Linked DNA regions of Canis lupus: region 2 is linked to region 1. The links are chromatin contacts, called in public Hi-C maps. All regions are on one chromosome and are shown on one strand. Each heading gives the region's core, a stretch centred on a gene start, on an enhancer-like site or on the middle of the called end of the contact. The rest is flanking DNA. Distances are from core to core; before and after follow the strand shown. Region 1 overlaps CRCP (DNA-directed RNA polymerase III subunit RPC9). Region 2 overlaps TPST1 (protein-tyrosine sulfotransferase 1).

What was found. Hi-C and Micro-C count contacts between places; a contact is called where the count stands out from the background.
Region 2: a contact with region 1 is called in a Hi-C map of skin fibroblasts, with 2.1 times the contacts expected there. The contact joins two enhancer-like sites. A contact is called at or near these places in 4 of 9 Hi-C or Micro-C datasets (amygdala, blood and skin fibroblasts).

The regions. Positions count from the first base shown.
Region 1 is chr6:746,499-753,717 of UU_Cfam_GSD_1.0, forward strand. It overlaps CRCP (DNA-directed RNA polymerase III subunit RPC9), which reads left to right. Exons shown (of 6, transcript XM_038538992.1): 5 at 3,902-3,959. It also overlaps the pseudogene LOC102153077. Among named protein-coding and RNA genes, the nearest start is that of CRCP, 30 kb to the left of the region's middle. Within about 2 kb of position 4,568, at least 4 of the 20 cell types and tissues checked have an H3K27ac peak or open chromatin away from gene starts, as enhancers often do.
Region 2 is chr6:959,612-966,830 of UU_Cfam_GSD_1.0, forward strand. It overlaps TPST1 (protein-tyrosine sulfotransferase 1), which reads left to right. Exons shown (of 6, transcript XM_038538994.1): 4 at 850-900; 5 at 4,248-4,290; 6 at 4,433-4,985. The coding sequence ends at 4,265. Among named protein-coding and RNA genes, the nearest start is that of KCTD7, 16 kb to the right of the region's middle. Within about 2 kb of position 4,335, at least 2 of the 20 cell types and tissues checked have an H3K27ac peak or open chromatin away from gene starts, as enhancers often do.

The DNA.
Region 1 (7,219 bases), core at 3,318-5,817:
GATTCAGAGCTGGGGCCGCTGCTGGCAGCATTCCTCCTCCACGTCCAGGATTCCTTCCCAGTGCTGCTCAGCTTGGAGCCTCACAGGGAGCCAGTGTCCTCAGAACTCAGTGAAAGGGAAACCTCTTCGTGGGTGGCTTAGATGGTGACTCCAGCATCTGGTGAGGAGGTAGGCCACCAGTGTGCTGGGAAGGACATCAGTTACCTTTGGCACTATCACAGTTCAGCTGCTTTAGTCCTGTTAGCCTCTCATTTCACTTCAGACACGTGTTGTGGTGTCTTTCCGGTGCTGAAACTTTTGGACACTTTTCAGATTTAATAAGAAACTACATTATAGGGGCACCTGGGTAGCTCAGTCTTTCAAGTATCTACTTCAGGCTTGGTCATGATCTCAGGGTCTTAGGATTGAGTTTTGCACTGGGCTCCCTGCTCAGAGGGGAATCTGCTCCCTCTCCCTCTGCTCCTCCCTCATTCATGCTTGCTCTCTCCCACTCACTCGCTCTCTCAAATAAAAATCTTTTAAAAAAATAGAAACCGTATTACAGTAGCAGAATCTCCCTGAAGCGTTTTGGTGTAGGGGAGGTAGCCATTCATAAAATAAAGTAGACAAAGCAGCCCTAAGGATCTTCCTTAAATTCCTCTGGAATTATACTGTACCATACTGGTCTTTGCTTTTAGTAAGGAAATATCAATTAGGCTTTGAGGGAACTTTCATCTTCCTAAGAATTAAAATTGCCAAAATATCTGGATTGGTCTTTAGTCTCCTTTAAGTCTTTGATTTATAGTATATGTCATAAATGAAACACTTCAGTTGTCTGACTTAGCTTTTCTATCCTTTGCCCCATATCCATCCTCAAACCTTGTCTTCCATTCCCTCCTGCCAGTCCCCATTGAAACAGAGTTGCAGGCCAGAGACCAATCAGACTAATAACCTCCTCCTCTCCTTGGACATCTCCCCTTGTGCTTTTAACTTGTCTTTCACAAGGATCTTCTGAAACTCGTTCTGTGCCCCAAGCACAGACCCCATTACTTCGGCTTTCACACCTGCCTCTTAGACCCTCCTCTCACAGGTTTTTCTCATCAGACATGAACCAAATCTAAATTTGCTTTAATGCCAGAAAAACTGAGGTTCATCCAAACAAAGAATATCAATACAAACTGTACTGAAAACGAGTTTGTTTAAAATCTGGGGCAGTGAGGAGGATGTCTTTCAAAAGCCTGATAACTTTAGAGCCAAATTTCAGAGGGGAATTTTCTGATCAAAATTTGGTTGCCATTTGTTGTCAACCTGCCTGCCACAGCCATTCATGGCTCCCAAGAATTCCTAAGCTGGGTTAATGGAGTCATATTGTGAATGCCTCACTTCCAAATGACTTGAGTCCAGTGAAATCTCATTAGAGTTAAGAATGTTTGGAGATCCTTAATACCTTCATTTTTGTTTTCAGAAATTGGGTTTTATTTTATGTTATAATTTCAGTTCATCTAAATGTGTACATGTGATGTTTGGTTATACCATTGATTATTATAGAGATTCTCTGTTGTATGTTTCTCTTTGCACTGTGGCACACTTTTTTTTTTTTTTTTTTTTTGGTGACACACTTTGCTGATTAATTTTTTAATTCTCAAAATGTAGAATAAAGATTGTTTTGAAAATTTTAAAAAAGTGGTAACACTGCATTACCAAAGGGGAAAAAAAGATTATTTTCTCTACAGTTAATCCTCAGTCCCCACAGTCCAGTTGTGACCATCACTGTTGTTCCACCAAACTATTGCACAGGCCACCACCAGTGCCCTCTTTGTTGGCAGATCTGGTTACTTCTATACTGTCAGTCTGCTTTCCCCTCTTCAGCATGTGATGTTGTTGCTCCTGCCCTTTTCCCAGAGCTTTTCCTCCCTTGGTTTCCCTAACATCACTCTCTCAGGTTTTCTTTGCCTCTCTTTCCTCCTCCTTTGCCACCTTCTCTCCCAGACCCTTAACTGGAGATGTTTTATGGTGCCCTGTCTTGTGTCTCCACTTACTCTGTAGTTGGTCTCTGGACTGTGATATCCACTCCCATGGTTTTGTATCACTCCTTGCTAGTACATCCAGCTCTGGTCTTTTTCTTTAGTTCTAGACCACACTAGAACTAGAACTAGACGAATGGCTGAACAGAGACCTCTTCATTGTTCCAAAAGCACCACAAACTCCTCAGATTTCAAGTAATAGATTTTTCCCAAACAAACTAAAAACCTGACACTAAACCCTGACTCTTCTCTTCTCTCTTTCCCCACCCAACCAAGGCTGTTGTCAGGTCCTGTTACCTATACCTGAGGTTGACCTTTCACATGTCCAGCCTCTCATTGCCAGCCCTGCTGCTACCCAGGTTCACGGCCTTGTTTTTTCTCACCTCAGCATATCACTCCGTTCCTTGGTTACTTTCCAGTGTCCACAGAGTCACATCCAGCCTGTTGTTAGTTGGAGCCCTGTGTGGTCTTGTCCTAAGGACTCAGCTTCATGTCTCACAGCCTTTCATGCAGCCATTTCCTAAAACTCCATAATTTTTGTTCTTGCCGTTTACTTATGCTGTTCCTGCCCTGACTGTCCATTGCTCCCATTGTTTTGTCTAGAAAACTCTTCAGGGCCCAGTGCAAAGGTTTCCTCCTCAGTGAAGTCATCTTCGAGTCTAGAGTAAATGTTTGCAGGATTATGAGGAAGGAGTAGAACTTCACTACAAGTGCCTTACTAATGACTTCCATTTATGGAGAAATTGCTGTGACAGTCATCATTTGAATACCGAACACTAGAAGCAGATGGTTAAGAACATGAGCTTTGATGACTGAGTCCCAACTCTCTATTTACTAGCTGTGTAACCCTTGGACAAGTTATTTACCATCTCAGCATCGATTAAGTCAATGTGCTTGCCATATGGGAAGAAGCAATAAATGGTAGCTGCTGGCACTATAAACAGAAAGATGTTCATCCCTCCTTAACCCCCTGATGAGATATTAAGTTCTATTATGATTGCTGTTATACAGATGGCGAGACCGAGGCAGAGGGAGGCTGGCTAATATGCTGTTTCTCCAAAGGCGGCTGTGGGCCTGTGGCTCAGTCATCTGTTTATTTCAGAATGTCTTTAAAGTTCAGTAAATATTTACTGAGTTGATCCGAAAGATGAATCTGGAGCTTCTGGGTCAGATTGAGAGGGAAACTTAGAAATTGTCACCTGCACAGGGGTGGTAAAAGAAAAAAGCTGTTCTTTTTTCTTTTAAGTCCTATATCACCTTCAAGAGTCCACACATTTCAACCACTCCTTTAGAAATGAGCTAGATATTACCTTGTGACAGGTGATAATTATTATCTTCAACAGTTACTTACATGTTTGTTAAAATTTCTTGTATTTGTCTTCTTTCCCCAACTGGCTTGTAAACTTTGTGGGCAGAGGACTGTGCCTTATACTTCTGTGCATTAACCCCTACCCCCCTCTAGTCCTGGTTTTTGTTTCTGATATAACAAGTGAAAATCTGACATTTAATATTAATCTCAAAAAGGAATTCTCTGCCATTTCTAAGTGATACCAACCAACCAAGATTATTTTATTAATCTTTTGGATTAAGAAAATGTTATTTTCTTCATATTTTCCAGATAAAATTGATTAAAACTGCACCTCTTCTATTTGTTACATTTCTTTTAATCCATACATTAGTTGTTTTTTGATTCTAATACACATTTGTACCCTCTCAAGAGTCTCTGATGTGGGCTCTTCAATTCTCATTCTCCCTTTTACAGTTGAAGAAACTGAGGGCCACTTTCCAAGCAGTTTTCCCATTTGTTATCTGACACCGTGTTCTCTGAACAGCTTGGTCAAGACTCAAGATTCTGAAGGGAATAAGAGTTTTAAATGCTTTGTACTTTCATTTGACAGAGCTGAGAAGCTTCAGCTGCTGAATCACAGGCCTATGACTGCTGTTGAGATCCAGCTGGTGAGTGAAGGAGGCCCGAATATGAGGGGAGTGGTTTCTGAGTCTGAAAGGGAGAAAGGGTGATGAAGGCTGGAACTGCCATTTCCTGAAAAGACTGCCCGCCTGCCCCATTTTATAAGTGAAAGGAGACCTCACCAATTGGATCCTAGTTAGTATGGACTTAATGAAAGTAGACTGGGGAAATTTTGTTCCTTCCTTAGGGTTTGGGCCTGCATCGCAGCACTCTTTGTCTCCCCTGATGTCCCACCCTATCCTGGTCATTGCTTTCCTGTAGGGGTTATTGCCAACCAGATGTTGCAGAAAAACAAGAGACTCACCATGACTCTGGCAGAATTTCTCCTCCCTGACTCCCACCCTTCAACCCTATTCTTCCTGTTTCTGTTCTTAGTTCACAGAGCACAAGTGTACTTCCCCACATGCTCTTTCTGTCAGCCTCCTGGCCCAGTCTCTCAAGCCAGAAACCTGGAAGTCATTCTCTTCTTTGATCTCACATGCACTTAGTCCCCAGGTTCTGTTGCTTGTGTCTTCCCCTGTTCTCTCTCCTCTCCCTGTCACACTGTGTTAATTTCTGTCTTTTCTCAGTGCAGCTCTCGTGGTTGTCCTCTCATCATCCCTGCCTCAGGCTGGCCCCTACAGTCCACCTTCTGCACCGCTGTCAGAGTTCACTTTCTCAGACCACAAACTTGATCATCTTGTTTCCCTGCGTATGACCATTCAGTGGATCCTCATCACTTGCACAGTCTACACAGCAGTCACAGTATAAAGCTTTAGAATTGTGCAAGACAGCCAGAGTAAAAGCTATACATGGTCTAAGGAGAATGTGAAGCTGAGGCCCAGTGAGAAAATCTGTGTGGTTACTGTGTTGGTGTCCTGGGAACACCGTGAAGCTCTAAATACCAGGCAGGCCATTTAATTGTCGGTAAAAAAAAAAAAAACTGATTAGAGAATTAACAAAATGAGAAAAAAGGAGTTTGCAAAGTCAGTTTTAGAAGTACTTATCCTTTGTCAAATTTCTCTCAGAAAGTGTGGAAGAAAGCAGCCAAAAATACCTATGATGTTTAGAGTTTCTTTAAAAAGAACCTTTGTAAAAGGTTCATGGAGGGACGTCTGGGTGGCTCAGTGGTTGAGCATCTACCTTCGGCTCAGGTCATGATCCTGGAATTCCGGGATCAAGTCCCGCATCAAGCTCCCCACAGGGAGCCTGCCTCTCCCTCTGTCTGTGTCTCTGCCTCTCTATCTCTCTCATGAATAAATAAATAAAAACCTTAAAAAATAATAATAAATAAATAAAAGGGTCATGGGGCATTTAATTTTCGACTAAGACTTTTATTGTCCTCCTAATGTTTTCCTGTCCTTCAAAATGCCCCCAAAATTAAATTAGAAAAATTCCGGGATCCCTGGGTGGCGCAGCGGTTTGGCGCCTGCCTTTGGCCCAGGGCGCGATCCTGGAGACCCGGGATCGAGTCCCACGTCGGGCTCCCGGTGCATGGAGCCTGCTTCTCCCTCTGCCTGTGTCTCTGCCTCTCTCTCTATCTGTGTGTGACTATCATAAATAAATAAAAATTAAAAAAAAATAAATAAATAAATTAGAAAAATTCCTTCCATAAAGGGTGACTTTCTGGGGGAACTGGCCTTTAGGGTAAATAGAGATTCCTTTTTTTTTTTTTGTATCCTTACTCTGATGCATTCAACTGTGCAGGAGATTCATCTTAGAACAGAAAAAAAAAAACAAATCAGCAAGAAACTAATCCATGTCCCTCTGGGTTAAAAATCACATGTTAGCTCCTCCAACTTTAATCAGCAACATATGTTATTCATGGCTTAATGACAGATGGAGAGAGGAGATGAAGATTAGCATGATCTCATCCCAGAGCCTGTAGAAAGCTCTATCATTATTTGGTATGATTAGCTGCTATTAAGAGTGCCTGCTCTATGCCATGGGCTTCGTAGGTGTCACCTTTAATGCCCTCACCATAGTCTTGGCTAGTGAGTGGCAAATTGGGTCTGTCTGACTTAGCACCTTACTTTCTCCTCCAAGCCATGTGCTTTTGCATAGTAAGAAGAAAGAAGTGTGTGGCATCCCCTCAGACTGTCCTTTCCTTTCTCCTTTTCACAGGTAGGTAGGTAGTAGGTCTTGATAAATACGGTATGTTGTTTCTCAGCAGTTGGACCATGTTATAGTCAGATTTTCCCCAGCCTGGGATTTGGCTACAAAGGATAGCAAATCCCAGTGACAATATCTCTTCTCATAAGAGAGGGATCAGAAATGAGGTTTTCACAAAGGGTGTGAAGTACAGAAGACTTGAGAATATCCTTGCATTAACCTTACGGCCATTATTCTCCCTGTGTCCAAAGTATTTCCAGCATCCAGCATTTGTATTCAGTTTTGGGGGGTAAAGCTACTTTTGGTTACACCTCAGCCATGGTTTGTGGTAAGCCTCAGATCCACAGGAGCCTGCCCCCCACTTCTGTGATTCTGTCCCCGTCCTGCCACTGTCCTCAACAGTACTGCCATATACGCCTGTTGGAAGTTAGTGATTATAAATGTCTTAGATTGTATCGTCTTATGGCTTACAAAACACTGTAATATGTGTTCTTATTTGGTCCTTAACTGTGGATGTTACATTCATTTTACATTAGAGAAAAGTGAAATTTACAGAGGTTAAGTGAACTGTTCTGGGTCAGATAGCTAGAAGTGTCCATAGTTATTAGGTTCAAGTTGTTTTGGTAATGTAGGAAGTTGGCCTTGGCAGCTCAGAATGAGAGACACCATTTTTGGAGTATAGCAGCCCCATTTGACAGTTCCTAGGAATTGATACGGTCTTTGTATATGATAAAAATTTAGCGTTGACTCATCTGCAAATACTTTGGATTTTTACATCTCATTCACCCTTCTGTTCCGAACAACTTGAAACCTTGGGTGTTTGAGAACGTTGAGGTGGTGCTTTGTGTCTCTTTGGGCTCAGTTTCTTCTGTGTTGGGAAGAAAAGGTGAGGAGTAATACAGTTAGTATCATTTTATCTTAGAGACCCAAGAGGTATTAGTGAGTTTTTGGTTTCTGAGTTTCTTTTTTGTATAAATGTGTTTTCATTTTGCTTAATGAGGTTTAGGTTTTTTTTCCTGTGACTGGGAATCTTGGTTTGAAAAGGAAAGTTTCTGTTCTTCGGCCCTATTGCCTATCAGCTGACGCCTGATCATCATTGCATCTGCCACACGCAGTGATCAGGATGCAAGAAGGTGGTCTGTTCAAGTCTTCTCTA
Region 2 (7,219 bases), core at 3,085-5,584, 210 kb after region 1:
GCTTGAACTTACTCCACTCCCTCCACCCAATAAAGTGTGCTAGAGTTTTGATTGGAATTCCTTTGTTGAGGAGAATGAACATCTTTACTATATTGACTCTTTCAATCCCTGGAAGTGGTATGCCTCTCTATTTATTTGGTCTTTAATTTCTCTCAATAATGTTTTATATTTTTCTGTGTAAAGATCTTACACAGATCTTTTATTAGATTTATTCTTAGGTATCTGGTGGGGGGTTTTTTAGATGTTATAAATGGTATTGCTTCCTAAAGTTATTTCCTTACTATTGCTGGTATTAGAAACATAATTTTATATATTGAAAAGTAAGTTTTTAATTATAAGATTTTGTGAGGTTAAAAGTATGTATCATTTTAAGAATCATCTAAAATTCAAATTGTTATGGGAATATTGGGGATATTAAGAAAAGTAAATTTGGAATAAATCTAAGATTTGTGAGGATGGAGATTTCAAAAGGCTATTAGGAGTACCTGTTCCTAAATTGTGTGAATTCTCTGTTGGTTGCTTGAGATAGATGGCCTAGAGCTCGCTTTCTCTCTCAGCTAAAATGATTGGAGCTTGGAACTTTGGTATGCTTTTTTTCTTCTTCAGGTACTCTGGGCCCTCTCCCAGCCAGCCCACATTAGGAACACTCAGGCAAATGTAGGACAGGTGGGACCAGAGTGAATGAGAATTTCAGTCCTTCAGCACTAGCTTTTATTGAACTGATAGGCTTCCCTCCCACCCTAAAACTCACCGAGAATGAATCCATTCACCATCACGCATTGCAGGCATCCTGAAATGATGATGACAGTACCTGTTTCCTTAAACTCACACTTGACTTTGTTTTTCCAGGTCTATAAAGGAGAATTTCAGCTCCCTGAATTTCTTAAGGAAAAACCTCAGGTACTGTGTCTGCTTTCTCTTCTTAATGTGATAGATGGGCTCTTGTGTCAGGATGATCTTTTTAAAGAGTGCTGTACTGGTGGCAGAAAGATTGGTCTCTGGTAATTGTTCGTTTTAACAGTCTTAATTTCAGAGAGCTCAGTGTCAGTGTCTTCCAAAATTAGGGAACTGCTCTATTAATAACTAAAATCCAGTTGCTTGAGGTGACTTATAAGCCATAGAGTATTCCATGTATAAGGAACCTGCCTTGGTGAATCTGCTCAGCCTTCCAATATCCCTTGAAATAAAACTTTCAGCCACCCTTTGTTCTTGTCATATATACATCCATGACCTCCTAACTTGTCTTATTTGGAGCCTAGAAGACTTGTGAATACATTGTATTTACCGCCATTGGCCCTGAGCTGCAAAGCCCCCAAGCTGGGAAAGGACAGTGAGAGTTTGAAAATGAATAACGTTTACATTTTAATTTAATTTTTTAAAAATTTTTATTTATTTATGATAGTCACACACAGATTGAGAGAGAGAGGCAGAGACTAGGCAGAGGGAGAAGCAGGCTCCATGCACCGGGAGCCCGACGTGGGATTCGATCCCGGGTCTCCAGGATTGCACCCTGGGCCAAAGGCAGGCGCTAAACTGCTGCGCCACCCAGGGATCCCAACGTTTACATTTTAAAAGATTTGTTAAAACAGATCCAGAGTTATCCTTGTAATGTCACACCCATACTTACTTGGGTTTCAGTGTTGTTTCTTGAGTTGAAGAGAAACAGGCAGTGTTACAGCTGACACCGTGTGCCTAAACTAGCCCAGAATGTCCTGCATCTGAGAATCCTCTGCCATGCCTACCTGGTAGTGGGGAAAGATTGTTAACTCCTACTGGAACCCCGCAGAAGACTGCCCTTTCTAGCCCAGGCTGCTATCAGTAATTGGCTTGTAAATAGGAAATGAAGACCCAGCAAGAACGTCGGCTTCTAAAATCATTGCGGATATGGATTGGTGAGGGAGACAGACCTCCTCATAGACTCTGTGAAGTTGTGTAGCCTGAAGCAAGCCTGGAATAAAAGGACAGGGCTATTTGAGAGAAGTTGCTTCTCACACCAAGGTTCAAGGCTCTGTCTTCTCAAATCCTTGTCCCATAACAGTTGTAAGCCTTTAATAGTTGATATGTATTATTTGAGAATTTCAAACTACTTTCAGGGCATATTCTCATTTGCCTATATTTAATTTTAATCTTCCCATTCATTCATTTTGTTCAACAAATGTTTACTGAATTTCTGTTATGGGTGAGAAGTTGGAATAAGTCCTCAAGAGTCAGAGAAAAAAAGATCTTCTCAAGGAACTTCTGATCTCCCCAAAAGACTGATCAACTTTGGCAGACAAGGGGGCACTGAACCCTGAGCCTGGTCTAGGCGTGATGCCCCAGAAACCTGGATGGATTCATGAATAAGCCATCAATCACTTGTAGGCTGTGGCCAGAGAATAATCTGAGAGTCAAGTCTTGAAGGAATGTCAAATCCAAAGACTATTCTGTATAGTAAGTTTGAAAGAATCAAGAAAGGGAATTTGAGACTAATTTAAAGGGATACCTCTGCTTCACAGCATACACAAAAATCATTTCCAGGCAGATTACAGACCTAAATGTGAAAGGTAAAATAATAAAGTTTTTAGGAGATAATAAAGGAGAATAATTTCATAACCTTAAGAGGGAAGGATTTTTTTAAACAGATCATAAAAAACACTAATCATTAATTTTTAAATGGGTAACTTAGGGCAGCCTGGGTGGCTCAGTGGTTTAGCGCTGCCTTCAGCCCAGGGCCTGATCCTGGAGATCCGGGATCAAGTCCCACGTCGGGCTCCCTGCATGGAGCCTACTTCTCCCTCTGCCTGTGTCTCTGCCTCTCTCTCTGTCTGCCTCTCATGAATAAATAAATAATCTTTTAAAAAAATAAAGTGGGTAACTTGGACACCATTAAAATTGATAATATTTACGTTTTTAAAGTTTTTTTGTTTTTAAATATTTTATTTATTTATTCGTGAGAGACATACAGAGAGAGGTAGAGACATAGGAGAGAGAGAAGCAGGCTCCCTCTGTGGGGAGAGCCTGATGCAGGACTCAACCTCAGCCAAAGGCAGATGCTCAACAACTGAGCCACCCAGGCACCCTGATGATATTTACTTATTAGAAAGCATCATAAAGAGAGTAAAAAAGTGTACCTTAAGTGGGTTAAAATAATTTGAAACAAAGTATTCATTTGTAGACTATAGGGGATTCCTACAAATCAGTTATTTTATAAAAATGCACAAAACACTTAGTAGGCACTTCAGGCCTAGTAAGTAACTCTGGGGATCCCTGGGTGGCGCAGCGGTTTGGCGCCTGCCTTTGGCCCAGGGCGCGATCCTAGACCCGGGATCGAATCCCACATCGGGCTCCCAGTGCATGGAGCCTGCTTCTCCCTCTGCCTGTGTCTCTGCCTCTCTCTCTCTCTCTCTGTGACTATCATGAATAAATAAATAAAATCTAAAAAAAAAAAATGTTAACAGGGTATTTAAAAAAAAAAAAAAAAGTAAGTAACTCTGGTTTATTTAATGCATCACACACACATATAGTTAGAAAAGGACTGTAAAAGACCTCGATTTAACTTATAATAAATGATAAAATTGAAGCCCACAGAACCCTTGCATTTGGTATTTAGGTAAAGTGGCTCACAGAACTCAGCAAAGCTGTACTTACAATTACAGTTTTATTACAAAGGATACAAATCAGAATGAGCCAAATGAAGAGTGATGTAGGACAAGGACTGAGAGGGTCTCAAAAACAGAGCAATGCCCATTCCCCGTGGAATCAGGGTACTTCTTCCAACCAGCAGCATAGCATATCGGTGTATTCACCAACCAAGAAGCTCCACTGAACTTAAGCATCCATAGTTTTTATTGGGATCTAATTACATAGACATGACTGATTGAATCATTGGCCATGTGGGTGAAGTCAATCACAGGTTTGGTCTTTCCGTGACCAGCCCCCATCCTGAGTTATCTCATCTCTTAGCACAAACTCAAATATAATTCAAGGAGCTCCTGAATAATGAAGACATTCCCATTACCTGGGAAAATCCAAGAATTTAGGGTCTCCCTACCACAAACTAGAGACAAAGGCCAGTTAGATTCTTTATTATATAGTAGTTAGCAGATTGAGTTCATTAGAAAAATGTGTAGTCAGAGCCTGCAGGCCACCCCTGATTATTTCAATGGTAGTAGTTACTCTCCATCCTAACTAACTTCAAGGGCTTTAAAACATGTTTTACAAAAAAAAATAAAAAATAAAAATAAAACATCTTTTGCTTCCTTTGACAGACTGAGGAAGTAGAGTAGCAGAGCCAGGAACCTCTTACATGAGGTGAGAGTTGGGGGGACATTCCTTGGTCTTTGGGTTTCCCTGCTTAAGCTCTCTTAGAGGGCAGTGTGGCTGGAGGCAGTATGGTGCAGGGGAAAATAGAGTGACTCCACACCTATAACCATATTCTATTTGTTTGCCCTAGGGAAGACTGCTGCCTTTCAACAGAAGGAAAATTTCTAGTACTAGCTGTTCCCTGATGAGATCAGTCAAGCGTATGTACCATGGCCCACATCACCTGTTCACTTGCCATTCTCCTCCCATTGAGAGGGTGGGATGTCAGGATACATTTGGGCCTCCCTGCGTGATCTGCTTCCTGAGTACAGTGCTCTTGATACTAATTACACACACAGGCCTGTGGATAAGAAGCTCAGAGGGAGCGTGTGCTTTCTGTTAAAACTGCTCTGGTCCTCATCTTTTCTTACCAGATTCTAAACTTTTGTTTCAAGGGGAGGGCTTTAAAATGGGATTCTATAAGCAAAATTGGGCAGTTTCATCTTGGAATAGGTTGTCTACATGTTCTAATGTTTTGTAGAACACTTCCTGTTTAAATGTATTGATGTGGATAATATTAAAGATCTTAATTATTTAAATAATTCATTGTATTGTTTTTGAGAAGTTGGGGAATTACCGTATACATTTACAACTTAATGACTTTTGTATTTTATTTTTCAAAATAAAAGCTTTAAATGTGTGAAGTGTTCTGGCGGTGTACATGTTTTCATTACTGTGATCTCAGAGAAGCAGTAAGACTTTATCCAATGGTGATTGATAAACCAAAGTTTCTTCAGTTGGCTGTATTGTAGATATTCCCTTCTATGCATCATAATTTTTAATTAAGTTTTTTATTTTAATTCCAGTATAGTTAAAATAACGGTGTTGTATTAGTTTCAAGTGTACAATATTGTGATTCAAAACTTCCATACAATGCTCAGTTCTCATCACCTTAATCCCCATCACCTAGTTCACCCCTCCTCCCACCCACGTCCCCCCTGGTAGCCATCAGTTTGTTCTCTATAGTTAAGAGTCTGTTTCTTAGTTTGTCTTTTTTATCCCCCTCATTTGTTTGTTTCTTAAATTCCACATATGAGTGAAATCATGGAAATCATTTGTCTTTCTCTAACTTATTTCACTTAGCATGATACTCTCTAGCTCCATCCATGTTGTTGGAAATGGCAAAAAGATCATTCTTTTTTATGGCTGAGTAATATTCCTCTGTGTGTGTGTGTGTGCCACATCTTCCTTATCCATTCATCAGTTGATAGACACCTGGACTGTTTCCATAATTTGGCTCTTGTAAATAATGCTTCAATAAACATAGGGTGCATGTATCCCTTTGAATTAGTGTATTTGTATTTTGGGGGTAAATACCCAGTAGTGCAATCACTGGAGTAGTTCTATTTTTAACTTTTTGAGGAACTTCCATACTCTTACACAGTGGCTGCACCAGTTTGCATTCTCACCAACAATATATGAGGATTCCTTTCTCTCCACATCCTCCCCAACACTTGTCATTTCTTGTGGGTTTTTTTTTTTTTTTTTTTACTTTTGTAATAATTTTATGACAGTATCTTCTGATGTAATCTCAATGACAAGTTCACAAAGCTCAGCTGATATATAGACCAGCATACACATTACTCACTTGGGGAAGGTCTATAACCTGAAAGTTCTCTAGTTGCACTAGAGAGAAATCATACTTTTGGGCACTTCCATGATTTGGGGTAATAAAAGAGGACTTATGTTCCCTCTGCCTCCATCCGATTCCTTTGACCTGAGCTAATTCAGAAAAAAACCCAGCTGAATCCCTTCCTCTTATATCTCGATCACAGTCCACTCCACATAAACCTCCCATTGTATGTCTTTTTCAAATTTGTAACTTCAAAGAGATGCTTTTAATCTTCACGATATCAATTAGATGGTGTCTGAAAACTGTCTGCTGGCAGAATTTATTTTTGCTCAGAAAGGTTGGTCTTCTCTTTCAATAAGACCTTCAGCTGATTGGGGGCCCATCCACACCGTGGCAGGTAATAGGTTTACTGCAGTGTCATTCATGGTGGCAAGTGGCAGGTTTGGGAGGCAGCCTGGGTGAGACTAGTCCAGAAATCAACTAGTAAACTGTGGAAGGTGTCTTCATGGAGTTCCATGCAGCTCTCAGAATAAATCAGATGTATATTCAGAAAAAAAAAAAAGTACATTCAGCAGTGTGAGTGGGTCTCAAAATAATAGGCATCTGCATCTTTAGCTCTCCTCTTCCCACATCCACTCTGTGCTCTTGTTCTTCACTGAAATTAGAACATCTCTAGTTTGCCTTCTCATTCATAGAATAATTGTTTAGCATTCTTCCAGCAGGACTATGGGTGTGGTTATCAATGTGGTGGTTGTTCTCTTAATTTTCCCAAATTTGATTTCTCTAAGCAGATACTTCCCTTGCAGGAAAACTCCTGAATTTACCAGGAAGAATTATAGAACTTGCTGAATCCCCAGATGATTAAGGGAAACATAATGGTTGTCACTTCATGTATCATCCTGTGGAGGAGAATGCTGATGCTTAGCTGTGCTCCCTCAAGTCTAGGTATTGCCTGAGCGCGAGACTTGGACCGGCTGCCACAGCCCTCGTGGTGGAGCGCCCAAGTTCTTCGCCCTCCACATACCTCCGACAAGTACCGGGCAGCAACCACGAGCCAAGTACAACCAGCCCAGGGCAGGTGCTGGGGAGAGACCAGGGCCACCCGCAGCACAGGCGCTCGGGCTGCAGGCCATCTAGCCTCCACCCAGCTGCTCCCACTCATTTCTTGTGTTTTTGATTTTAGCCATTCTGACATGTGTGAGGAGGTATCTCATTGTGGTTTTAATTTGCATTTAACTGATGATGAGGGATGTTGAGCATCTTTTTATGTGTCTGTGGGCCGTCTTTGGAGAAATGTCTGTTCAT